Linked DNA regions of Mus musculus: regions 1 and 3 are each linked to region 2. A link is a contact called in public Hi-C and capture Hi-C data. All regions are on one chromosome and are shown on one strand. The core of a region is the stretch at or near the end of the contact, and the rest is flanking DNA. Distances in the headings are between cores, read along the strand shown. Region 1 has its middle 150 kb from the start of Gm32622. Region 2 has its middle 110 kb from the start of Slc4a3. Region 3 has its middle 100 kb from the start of Gm32622.

Evidence for each region. Hi-C and Micro-C count contacts between places; a contact is called where the count stands out from the background. Capture Hi-C pulls out chosen DNA fragments and counts their contacts.
Region 1: a capture Hi-C map of embryonic tail shows a contact between it and region 2, with 2.6 times the contacts expected there. The contact joins two enhancer-like sites. A contact is called at or near these places in 2 of 15 datasets of contacts at CTCF or cohesin (both in embryonic stem cells), 21 of 484 Hi-C or Micro-C datasets (the HL-1 cell line, embryonic fibroblasts, embryonic limb bud and 6 more), 1 of 115 datasets of contacts at active chromatin or transcription factors (embryonic stem cells) and 1 of 9 other capture datasets (embryonic tail).
Region 3: a Hi-C map of cranial neural crest shows a contact between it and region 2, with 5 times the contacts expected there. The contact joins two enhancer-like sites. A contact is called at or near these places in 3 of 484 Hi-C or Micro-C datasets (cranial neural crest, extraembryonic endoderm stem cells and nephron progenitors), 1 of 115 datasets of contacts at active chromatin or transcription factors (embryonic basal ganglia) and 2 of 9 other capture datasets (embryonic stem cells and embryonic tail).

What each region holds. Positions count from the first base shown.
Region 1 is chr1:75,784,844-75,788,577 of GRCm38.p6, reverse strand. No RefSeq gene overlaps it. Among named protein-coding and RNA genes, the nearest start is that of Gm32622, 150 kb to the left of the region's middle. RefSeq lists an enhancer at 1,133-3,734. Within about 2 kb of position 1,872, at least 14 of the 459 cell types and tissues checked have an H3K27ac peak or open chromatin away from gene starts, as enhancers often do. A contact at or near this core is called in embryonic tail, where this site is marked.
Region 2 is chr1:75,651,600-75,655,697 of GRCm38.p6, reverse strand. No RefSeq gene overlaps it. Among named protein-coding and RNA genes, the nearest start is that of Slc4a3, 110 kb to the right of the region's middle. Within about 2 kb of position 1,732, at least 60 of the 459 cell types and tissues checked have an H3K27ac peak or open chromatin away from gene starts, as enhancers often do. A contact at or near this core is called in embryonic tail, where this site is marked.
Region 3 is chr1:75,831,041-75,835,115 of GRCm38.p6, reverse strand. No RefSeq gene overlaps it. Among named protein-coding and RNA genes, the nearest start is that of Gm32622, 100 kb to the left of the region's middle. Within about 2 kb of position 2,200, at least 24 of the 459 cell types and tissues checked have an H3K27ac peak or open chromatin away from gene starts, as enhancers often do.

The sequences.
Region 1 (3,734 bases), core at 623-3,122, 130 kb before region 2:
CCCTCTATTTAAAACAAAACCAAAAACAAACACCACATGTACTCTAGGCTATCTGAACACAACACAGCCCAGGATCTTCTTGCTTCCACCTCTACAGTACAGGGCTATAGTGTGCAGCAGCATAGCCAGTTTACTTGGTGCTAGAGGTCAAACCTAAGGCTTTGTTCACAATAGGTGAACACTCTACTGTGTCACATCCACATCCCAGTTATTCATTCATCTAACAAGTGAATGTTGAGTCTTCACTACCCAAAACATCTCCTAGGGCTGGGGTAAGCCACTATCCAGCCCCACTGGAGTTGCAGTGTGGAGATAGGGGAAGGAAAGGGAGATGTAACCTAGTTACAAACAAATTGTGATTACAACTTATGCTGAGGTCTGTGAAGAAACGCAAGCTCTGACCATGGCAATAGGGAACGCAGGATATGAGAATTCCTCTCTGTGGCTGACAGATAATACCTATTGCCAATTTGGGTTGGATTAAGAAATGCCTAAGGCATTAGGAAGAAACAAATCCAAACTGCCTGTGAGAATGTTTGCAGAGAGAATAACTGAGGACTGCCAGGATGGAACAGCACTGTCCCATGGGCAAGGGTCCCAGGCTCAATAAACAGAACAGCAGCTGAACACCAGTTTTCAGTTTGATCTATTGCCAAACAGTGGGTCCACCATGACCATTGCACTGCCATAATGAACCGTATCCCCTCAAACTGCAAGCCAAAGTAACCTCTTCCTTCTAATGCTGGTTTTGTCAAGCATCTTGTCACAGCAAACGGGAAAAATTAACTAGCATAAGCTTTTGAATATGGAAAGTCTAGGGGCCCAAGAGAAGGCTCGATGGTTAAGAGCACTGGCTGCTCTTCCAGAGGACCTGGGTTCCATTTCCAGCATCTGTATGGCAGCTTACAACTGTAAATTCAATCACATGGGGGCTCTGAGGCTCTCTTCTGGGCCCTGTGGTGGCCAGACATACATCCAGGCAAAACACCCATACATAGAAAAGTAATTAATTGGTTGAGTAATTAGAATTAAATAAATATGTAGGGTCTAGAGATAAAAGGGAGCCAGACAAGCAAAGAGATAGTAGGTGTGGGAAGAAGGGGCATTCTAGGTAAAACAAAACAAAACAAAAACCCTGTGTAAAGCCTGGTGTAGGAGAAAGAGCCATGTGTCCAGTGACCTGAAAGTACCTATGGATTTTCCAACCCAGCAAGAGTTTGAAAAAAAGATTCAAAAAATCCCTAGAGACAGAAGCCAGGATCAGATCTTCCAAGTCCTTGAAGGCCAAGATAAGGTCTAAATTATATCAAATGTGCCGTGAGAAGCTGCTGAAATGGTTTTAGCAATCTCTGCCTAAAGCAAAGATTAAAAAGATACTCTGGGGTCTATGTAGAGAACAGAGTGGAAACGGGTAGGAACCAACCACAGAGCTCCCACTGGGGAGCTCCTGCCATAACCCAGACTGAGATGGCAGTGATACAGACAGAACTAAGTACATAGATGGAGAAGCGTCCCCACTGAGAGGCAGCTAGGGGTATTTTGCTTCTACCCATGTGGAACAGTCAAGTGGTTCTCTGGAAGAAGTCTCCTAATACAAGTGCAAGTGACTCTCCCCTTGAAATGCTTAAATCCAAATAGGCAGAGAGGGGTCCTAAGGACCTATTAATCCTCATTTTAGAAAGCTGTTCATGAGTGTGATCATGGGTGAACACAGGTTGGAAAAAGATCGATTCCTAAAAAAAGCATTGTCCAGCCCTTTGAAAGACTATCCAAGGCCAAATTCTTTCTTTCTCCTCCCAAGCAGTGTACCTACCAGCTGACGCTGTGGATCTCATAGTAAACAAAGTTTATGCCAAAGCACTTGGCACTAGCTGGATCTCTCCATCATTCTTTTCGACCTGTTTCACTGCCAAGTGACATCAGGCCTCTCGCTGGCACCTCAATAGCTGCCTCGCTAACCTTGCTGTGTGAGACACCACATCAAAACCTTGTCATGTTACAATGCTTTCCCCAAAACAAAGCTAAGTCAGGCCGGGCTCTACCAAATGTGTGAGGCATCATTAAATATCATGACAGGATGTGAGCAAAAAAATGTCAGGGGCCTCCGGGATCAAAGAAGTGCAGCATCGTTGAAAAGCAGCTCTTTAACAGGCGGCAGGGCAGGAAGTATCCTTTGTGAAGCTACAACCCTAATGACTTCTCCCTGCTTTGCTCATAAAGGCTGCCTAATTAAGTCGCATACATCTGCACCCCACATTCTGGGCCCCTCAGTGTCTGGGTCCCCTACTGTCAGCTTTACGGCCTTTGAGGTGATAAAAGCCAAGGGAATCTGCTGTTGGGTTGCTGACTGGGTCACTGAGTTGCCAGGATTGGACACAGCACTTCTCCTTAGAGAGAGTGAAACCAGGGGATGGAAGCTAAGCATCGTCCTCAAATGAACCACCGTTGGTTCCATCTTCTTTCAGTCCGGTGGGGAAATCACACTGGGATTGAAGATTAAAAGGGACAGCCCATTTCCATAGAGCTAAAGAGACCCAGACTATATCTCAGTAGTGGGCAGCCCCATAATCCAATTTTTGGCTCAACTAGCAAGACTGGGACTAATTGGATTCCTGGTTTGTCCCACCATCATCCCTGGTGGCAACCAGGACAGCCAAAGTAGCCACCCCATGTCCTAAAGGCCTCCCTTGTCTAGGCCCTGCAAAACACTACTCTCTGATGCACTCATTCTAATAATCCAGGATGTCTTTACTCTGTGATCTAATTTTATGTAAGTCTTTCTCTTCCCAACTTCCCCCAGTGTCACTTACAAGGTTTATCAGTCATCTCTTTGTTGCTCTGACAAAATGCCTGAAGAAACATATTTAAAGGATATATTCCTTTTCCCTCACAGGGAGAGGTCTCAGTCCACAATTGCATGGCACTGCCAGTTTGGACCTGGGGACACATAGCACATCATGGCAGTCGGAGTGCATGATAAAGGAGACCTATTCACATCATGATGAAAATCCAGGAAAGAGGAGCAGCAGACAGGGATCCCAACATCCCTTTCAAAAGTACGCTCCCAGTGGCATAACATTTTCTACTAGGCATCACACCCTAAAACTCCTGACACTTTCTAATAATACCAAAGGCTAAGAATCCAGCCTTTGAGGAACAGTCAGGATCCAAACTACACCATACAGATTTTATTTGGTTTAGTTTGTTTGATAAGGAGAGATGGATGGATAATTGGATAGACAGATGGATAGATTGATTTGTAGTTGGATGGATGGATGGATGGTTAGATGGATAGATAGATAGATAGATAGATAGATAGATAGATAGATAGATAGATAGATAGATAGATAGATAGATAGATTTGTGAATGGATGGATAGATAAATATATGTGTGGATAAATTAAAAAATGGATACTTTAATACTCCAAATCACTGAACATTATTTTAAAATATCAATTCACTACTTTCTAAGTAGCTTAGATGCTGCCTTGATCACATCTGCCTTGTCTGAGCTCAGAAAGAGCCCTCACCTTGGGTTAATTTCAATTATAGGAAACCTTCCTTCAAAGTGCTATGGCAGTGCACATCACATATCCCACTGTCATAAATCTGAACTCTGGCCTTTGGAAACAACACGTGAAAAATCTCACCTTGTAGAGATGCCCTAGCTCATAGAATCCATGCCTTCTGGTCCACTACTACCTTATATAGCTCCCACTCAATGTTTGTCTGCC
Region 2 (4,098 bases), core at 483-2,982:
GTTTCAGTTGGCCACCGGAAATCTCCTCAAATTATGACACAGATTTATTATTTAATTACAAATGGGTAAGCATTAATTGTGAGTGGGGAAATTCTGAAGGGTAATTGAAGCTTGGATCAGAATGAGGACGAGGTCTCGGTCCTCCTTATGGGGACATGGGGAAGCAGGAAAAAAAAAATCATGACTTTACCCCACACTAGCAGCAATTGGACCAGGTAGAAGAGTTTCCTAAATACATCTGGTAAACCTGAGACGGTGATTAAAGGAGACTATGTCCTCGCATTTCTTCTTGCTCCAAATGTTTTTAAAACCATCAGTTGCCATTTGCTATGGACTTAATTGTGGGCCCACAGTAGTTTGTATACTGCATCCCTAGTCCCCAGTTAGACTTATTTGGATGTCGGGCTTTAGGGAGGTATTAAAGGTTCATGGAGTCCTAGGGCCCTAACCCGTTAGTAGTGTGTCCTTGTAGGAAGAGTTAATAGACACTCCATGGAGAAAGACCCTTCCATGGCCATACAGGGGGGAAAAAAGGCTATCTAGAAGCTGGGAAGAGAGCCCTCACCATAAATTAAGTTTGTGGGGCTTCTCGCCTCCACAGAGAGAATATAAATGCCAGTCACTTAAGCCTCCCAGTGTGCAAAGTCTCTTTATGGCACCCTGAGCAGCTAATGCAACATCTGTGCAAAAGAAATGTTCTGCCCAAGGGATGAGGCTCGCTGAGGCAGTCAACAAACAGGAGTGAACCATCGTCTAGACAATGGTTTTATAGCAGAAGCTGTGATAGCGTCCTCAACAGGATTCTCCCCACAGCAGCTCTAAGCCTCTGCTTCCACAACCTCCCTCCAATGCTGGCACCAACTTAGGTGCGCCCTCCTCAGCCTGAGGAGGAACAGTGCTCAGTACCCAGGCAATGGGTACTGACTGTCTTCTCCCTTGAGTTTGCCTCCGAAGCAGTCGGAGCCGTGCCGTGGAGTCCAGGCTCGGCCTATCAGGGAGTAAAACAATGTCGCCGTGGAGAACCGGAAAACGACAATCGTTCCTGACAAGCACTCCATGAGCGCATGCGGCCTAGGTGCACCTACACCTGGACGGCTTTCTGAGTCCTAAAGGACTGGTAAAGACTGGTGTCTAGGCCAGGGACAATGTCAGGGGACACACACCTTCAGGAGGCCAGAGTTTCACAGTGTGAGGGCGATAAAGGGATGTTAAATAAAACTGGGGAGACAGGAAGGAAAAATAGCTAGGCCAAACGTTAATTTCAGGAGAGGAATCGGATTGAGGCTGAAAGCTGGAATAATCCCCTCAGCTTTTGACTAAACTCTAGCTAGAAGAGCAGAAATCTATACTTGATCATTTAAAAAGAAACAACTTTTGCTTCAAAGCTTTTAAAGAAAGATAAGAAAAAGGAGGAATTTTTTTCCTTCCCTACAAATATTTGCATTTTTTTTTTAATTTGACACTTTTAACGTCAGGCAACAGGGGACTATGGTTTGATTGGTTGGTTGGTTTTGGATACAACCGAGGGTCACAAAGGCAAGAGTACTCATACATCAGCAAACAGGACGAAGTCGTGTGATTTTTTAGTGCCTCAAATACGCCCACCAAGGCTGATGTCTAATTGCCAATGGTCCAACAATCAGTTCACAAAATTCCTGGCTACTTAACCAGTCTCTAGCAAGTACACCAGCTGGCTCCAGCACACTTTTGCAAGGCATTCTGGGTAAGCAGATGGCAGCTGGCCCAGCACAAAACCACAGACCAGAGAAACCAAGGTTTCAGAGGGCGATGTGAGGAAGCCCAATAGATCTTCCTCCCCTGGATGCAGCTCCTCGCAGGCACTACAGGGAGCTACGGACCTAGTCATTAAGCTACCCACCACCTAAGGAAGAGACACATTCCGTTCTTTAGGAAGGGTTGCCTAGACCCCGGCGCACTGTGATGGCGCCACCTGGTGGCCAAAGGAAAAACAGCCACGGAGAATCTCAGATTTCCACCACGTTTTTAAAATTCTGTATGAAATTGGTATTTCAGGAAAGAAAAAGAGTGGGGGAGGGGAATCGAAGGGAGGGACAGAAAAGGACTGGAAGGGGGTGCTACAGGAAGGGAGGGAAGGGGGAAGGAGGAGATGGGATGGAAGAGTTAGAAAAGATCTTAGCTAATCATTGGCAAACCAAAAGCTCAACTTTCCCAGGCACTTCCTAAAAATGCCCACTATGTCCCCCATAAAGAAAGATATTAAAAATGAATTACTGAAATACTTTTAATGATTTGGCCAGACAAACGCTGAGTGGTTTACCTCACTACTAGACAGTTCCATCACTCAGCTGTCGTGACCATCTATAGATACTTATGACTGGCCTATACTTTGGATATTCATGTATAATTCATCTAAATTCATTCTATGGCCCAACCTTCGAAAGAACTGCTAGCATATGCTTTTGTTTCCATAACAAAGCCAAACACAGAAGCCAGGGTAGGGTATGTACCTCTCCAGCTTAACCCTCAGTGCCTGGCACTGGCCTCTCTGCTTGGCCAGGGTTCAATACAGCCTGGTCCTAGTTAGTTCCTGGTTCCTCTGCAGAAACTCTCTCTAAAGGTTCATGCCAGTCACCTGCAGGTATTTATAGAAATCTAAGCTTTGGTTCATAAGTCAGAGAACTGGGCAGAATTGGAGCTGGCACCAGTAAGCATTAGAGTAATAGTTGATGAAACAGATTAATTAAAGAAATGCATTAACATGCATAACCGAGTGGCTCTTATTATATGTATGTGAGTTGTCCAGCTAGAGTAAAACATTTAAACTCTGTGTCTGTCTGTGTGTGTGTGTGCGCGCGCGCGTGCATGTGTGCGTGCATGTGTGTAAGAAAGCAGAGCTCGCCTTGATGATGTGTATTATTTCCACAGCCTCTGGCTGAGCTTCAAGCTCAAAACACCTTTGACTAAACACTCAGAAGCCGGTTACTGGGATCGATAAAGGAGAAAGAGTGACCTCTGCTGGCCAAGTGAGATTTTTTTTTCCCCAGCCTCTGGTCAATTTCCCAACTCTACAATGACATGATGTGTTTACAGAAATGCAGTAATGCCCTCTGCAGAATAAATGATCGGCTAATTTTTTTCTAGACTGGTGATATTTACAATCCCATCAGCAAAAAGGCCATGGCTTGTTTGGCTCAAAAACTCCTTAATGATTTGTAGAAATGAGATTCAATTAGGTTTTTTTATGCTTAATAATTATTCAGTAGAAAAAATAAGAAATGTTTTCATGTGGCAAACAATCATTTATTTTCTTTGCTTCTTGTTTATATGTCATTGATGAAATGAATAATTTGCAATTTATTTTGAAATATAGAAACTAACTAGGGTAATGATAAAACTGTTGCCCCTAAGTATCTCATTAATATCTGTAGTCATTTGATTGCTAAGCCCTCAATTTAGGAACTGAATTGTTATTTTTTGCATTTATTTAGTGTGTGTGTGTGTGTGTGTGTGTGTGTGTGTGTGTGTTCACATTGCTATGGTGTGCTTGTGGAGCACAACTTCCAGGACTCAGTTCTCTCCTTCCTGTGGTGGGCCCAGGATTGAGCCAAGGTCATAAGGCTTGGCAGCAAATGCCTTTACCCACTGAGCCATCTCCCCATCCCTAAAAGTTTTCAATTCTTTCCAATAGTCCCATTTCATAATCCATTGTGCTGTGCAGACTGGGAATGAGTTAGCTCACGCTTGAAGACTCAACAGTGCTCAGAACAAAATCACTTCCACTTCATCCCTGGGTGGCCAGATCTCTCCACAGAGCTTCCGTTGCTTTCGACAAGCAGAAGATGGGGTGCCTCGTGCTACTCTCAGACATTTTCAACTATCAGCTTACCCTGATTACAGAGGTCACTTTGGTCTCTAGTTTGTCCAAATTTAAAACAAAAATACCATATTTCAGGTTTTCCACAGAAATGCTGGGCAAAGTCTCTTTAAAATGTTTTTAATTGACTAATAATTCTGCCAATGTGACTGTTAAATCAAGAAGGTGAAAGAGGAGAGACACCCAGAGAGCAAGCTCTGAGCCCCACTCAGTGAGGGAAACTGGCCCATATGTCAATAAAC
Region 3 (4,075 bases), core at 951-3,450, 180 kb before region 2:
TCTCCTTGGGTCCCATGCATCCTCCTCTTTATAGGGATCGTTGCTGATCTACCATTTTTGCTTTGGGAATATAAACAACTTACAGTGTCCAGTTCAAAATGTGGCATTCCCTAATAAACTTCCTTCTGTTCCCCAAGAATTCACTCCAGTCTCTTAGTTCCCATTAAAACTTTTCTTTTGGCACGTGATTATAATGATCTTATTTCATGGGTGTCTGACTGTGCCTTTTATCTATTACTTAATCCTAGACTGGATAACTCTTGAGAGAAAAGATCTTGTCTTCTAACTTCTCTTTCCAGGTTTAGGAAATGAGATGAGAAAACATAACCACAGGACCCGCACAATGTCTGGCAACTAGTATGTGCTCAATAAATGTCAGATCCTCTCCCCCTTACACATCACTGCAACCCCAAGAGCACTTTGCAAAATCTCTTGAATCTTGGAGCTATCCAATAAATGTTGAACACATGAATCAGTGCATATAAACGGGAGTGTTCGGCTGCTTTCCTAAGGTCAATGAGGGCATTTCAGTCGTTTTCATTTTCCTGCCTCCATTTCTGAGTTTGTGGGCCCATAAATATACTCCTGTTCCCTGTCTCTGAAGCTGAAGCAAGGCCATGGTGCTTGGGGGGAGTGGCACTCTGTCATTCAGTCATCAATCCAGAAATGTCAGATACAGCCTTGAGGAACACACTAGACAAAACCATCACAACAGTCAGACCTACCCTGAAGCCAGTTAGCTAATTTCATCTTTGTAAAGAGGTAATTAAAAGAAATTTTAAAACAAATAATATTTAAAAAGAAATAATTAATACTGATTTCTGCGTGCATCTCACCTTTTTTCATGGATTTTTCGAATTCTCATACTTGTACATATATGTATGTATATGTACATATGGCCCTGTATATCATCACGCTTCTGGGCTAACTTAAATCCTCAGTTTGAACTGAATAAGCACAAAGTGACCTCATAGAGTTGAATCTGTGAGTTCTTAGGAGCTGGATAAATTCTAAATATTTCTGAGAGGAAAAGGCAGAAGAGACATGTGTGAAGGAAACAAACTTGTGTAATTTCAATAAACTTGAAAGGTTTTCATGCCCAGTATGTATAAAGTGTGTTGGTGCCGGTTTGTATGTGTGTTTGGGTGCACATATATCTTTGTGTGTGTGTGTGTGTGTGTGTGTGTGTGTGTGTGTGTGTGTGTGTGTGTGTAGAATAGTCTGTGATGTGCCAGCCTGTGAAATTAGCCCTCCTTTTACCCCTTTGGTCTTTGCATTTGAACATAGTAGGAAGCCCCCTAAAGTGCCACAACCCAGCTGGTCACTCCAGAGTCCTTGAGCTGTGTCTTTGGAAGGAGACAGCCTAGCCCTGAGCATTGAGTTACCTTTGTTTATGTTACCAGAAAGAAAAGGCAGCCCCGAGCCCAGGACCCCCCTGGCAGAGGGCTGATTTCACACACATTTTCCCCAGATTCCTATTGGCTTGGCTGGAAACCACATATTAAAACCCACCAATCTTTCCACTTGAGCCTGATGAAAGCCTCAACAGAAACAGCTGCACCTCACATGTGGTTCAAGTTAATATCTTAGCCCGACGGTTTAACTCTAGCAGGCTGGGCTGCTTTCTTAATATTCACAATCTTCTTTTGTTTCACATTAAGAATATGTCTTTCATTACTCGCCAGAGTAGAGGAACGTAGCAAAGTTGGTAGCACTTCATTTTTGAGATGTCTGAAATAATTGTTTGTATTGTGCATTATTCAAGACACTCTGTGCATGAGCAGGCGCAGAAGCAGGGGAAAGTGTTAAACAACCCTAACCTTGCTACGCTGACACGGAATGTTTCCCTATTAAAAAAAAAGCAAAACCGCACACTAATGGCTCAGCCTTCGTGTCTAAATTTCAGAACTCATTGAGTCACGTAACATGATAACTCATTGTTTTCTTCTCTCCAATGGCTCTCTCAAAACCCTTGTGCCTTTTTACGTATAGGAAAGTTTAATCAGCCTGTGGCTAATTTCACATGCTGGCACATCACAGGCTATTTCGACATGCATACACGCACATACACACAAAGATATATATATGCACATCCAAACACACATACAAACCAACACCCACATACTTTATAGACATACTGGGCAGGAGGACCTTTTGAGCTTATTGAAATTACACAAGTCTTTTTCCTCTGGCAAAATGCACATCAAATTCCAGAGGGTTTGCCTCAGCAGTAGCTCTTTGAAGAGTATGACATCACCTAGGAGCATCTCTACTAAATGATGCCATTGGTGATACAATGACGACTCTGGGGGCCTGGGAATATTCTGCCGGTTTTTGTTTGTCCTGACCCATCTCTTTAAAAAGTCGAAACTGGAAAGACTTCAACAAACTGCTGTGTACTCATGAGTCATTAAAGGTATACCTACATTTTTTATCTTTCTAGTGTTTTATTTCTGTGTTTCAGCCCTGAAGAAAAGGAGAGTTATTGCCAATGTTTTGTGAGCTTTTAATATTTTGCAAGGTATGCATATGATCTAACTTAAGCCTCACAACAAAGTCTACCATAAGGTACTGTTATTATCCCTATTTGTAGGAAAAGCTGAAGTAAACGGAAATTGAATAGCTTGACATGATGGTGTTGCTAAAAAGTTATTGGGGGCAGAGACCACCAGGTGACCTCAATATCTTGTGTTTGATTCTTCTCTACTCAAAGAACTAGAGAAATCAGAATTGTATTGTCTGCTATTGATCAAGTATGCAGCCATACAATGAAGACTATGTAGGAGGCAGAATTCTAAGATGGTCCCCAGGACTCCTATCATCTGGCATTCATGCACTATAGATTTCCTTCCCTTGAAAATAGGTGAAACTTATGAATACAATTCGAAGCTTTCTCCCTTGATTTGGTTACATTATATGACACCATGAAAGGTGGTTTTTATAGACTTGATTGGAATCTCAAATCAGTTGACGCTGAGCCAATCCAAAGAGAGATTACTTTGGATGGGGATTTGGCCTAAATTTTGTGATGTGAGCTCTTTAAAAGGACTGGGGCCATTGAGGAAGAAAGAGTCAATGCCATAGAGGTGTCACTGCTGACCTGGAAAAGGAAGAGCCAAGTGGTAGCATTAGCTTCAACCTCTAGAAGCTGAAAATGGATTCTAGCCCGCAGTCTGAGAAGGAGGGACTTCAGTCCTATCCCTACACAGAACTGAGCCTGTCTCCAACCAGAGCGATTCAGATGAGGTGATAGAAATTACCAACACTTGGCTTTCTACTTGGAGACACTGTGAGCCAAGGACTCAGCCAACTCTGCCAGTACTTGTGACCTCCAGAAACTACAACATAATAAAAGTCTTTTGCTGATTTTTATTGCAATAGAAAATTATTACAAATTACACTTTCCAAACTCCTCTGTAGCTGTTGGGTACAACACATGGCTATTGCCATGGGACTAAGTTCTAGAGAGTGGAATTTAGCTGGAAATGTGAGCATCCCCCCTCCCATGCTCACCCACACACACTCCTTTCTTCTCGTTTCCTTCTGGTTGAGTGTGGGTACCATGATGAACCAGCCATCATGAAACATGAAGATGAAAATAGCAGTCTGAAGAAGGGGGAGGTTGGATCCCTACCTTGTTGCTCTTGAACTACTGATATCCATACTGCTATGTGAATGAAAAACAAACTCTGGCCTTCCTTATCAAAGACTTCGTTATTTGGCATGTGTTATGGAAACTGAGCATCTGTACCTCATTGGCAGAGTTTACCTGAACCTAACAACTGACTCCGGAGTCGATTCCCACAGAATTCTCATCACCCTGCCCCCCTGGTACCATAGTGCATCATGACAAAATGTGAGACAAATGCTATTAAAGCTAGATACAGTGTGACTGGTCAGCCAACTTAGGCAAGTGGGCAGAGAAGGGCGTTCAAATCACCCTGAGCGATGAGGACTCGCTGCAAGGATTCATGGGTAAAATGGATGTCACAGAAAGTTTCCTCAAGTTTATACCCCAATTCTAAAACACAGTACTGTGAATAGTTGTTCAGCATAAATGCCTTGAGAATACTTA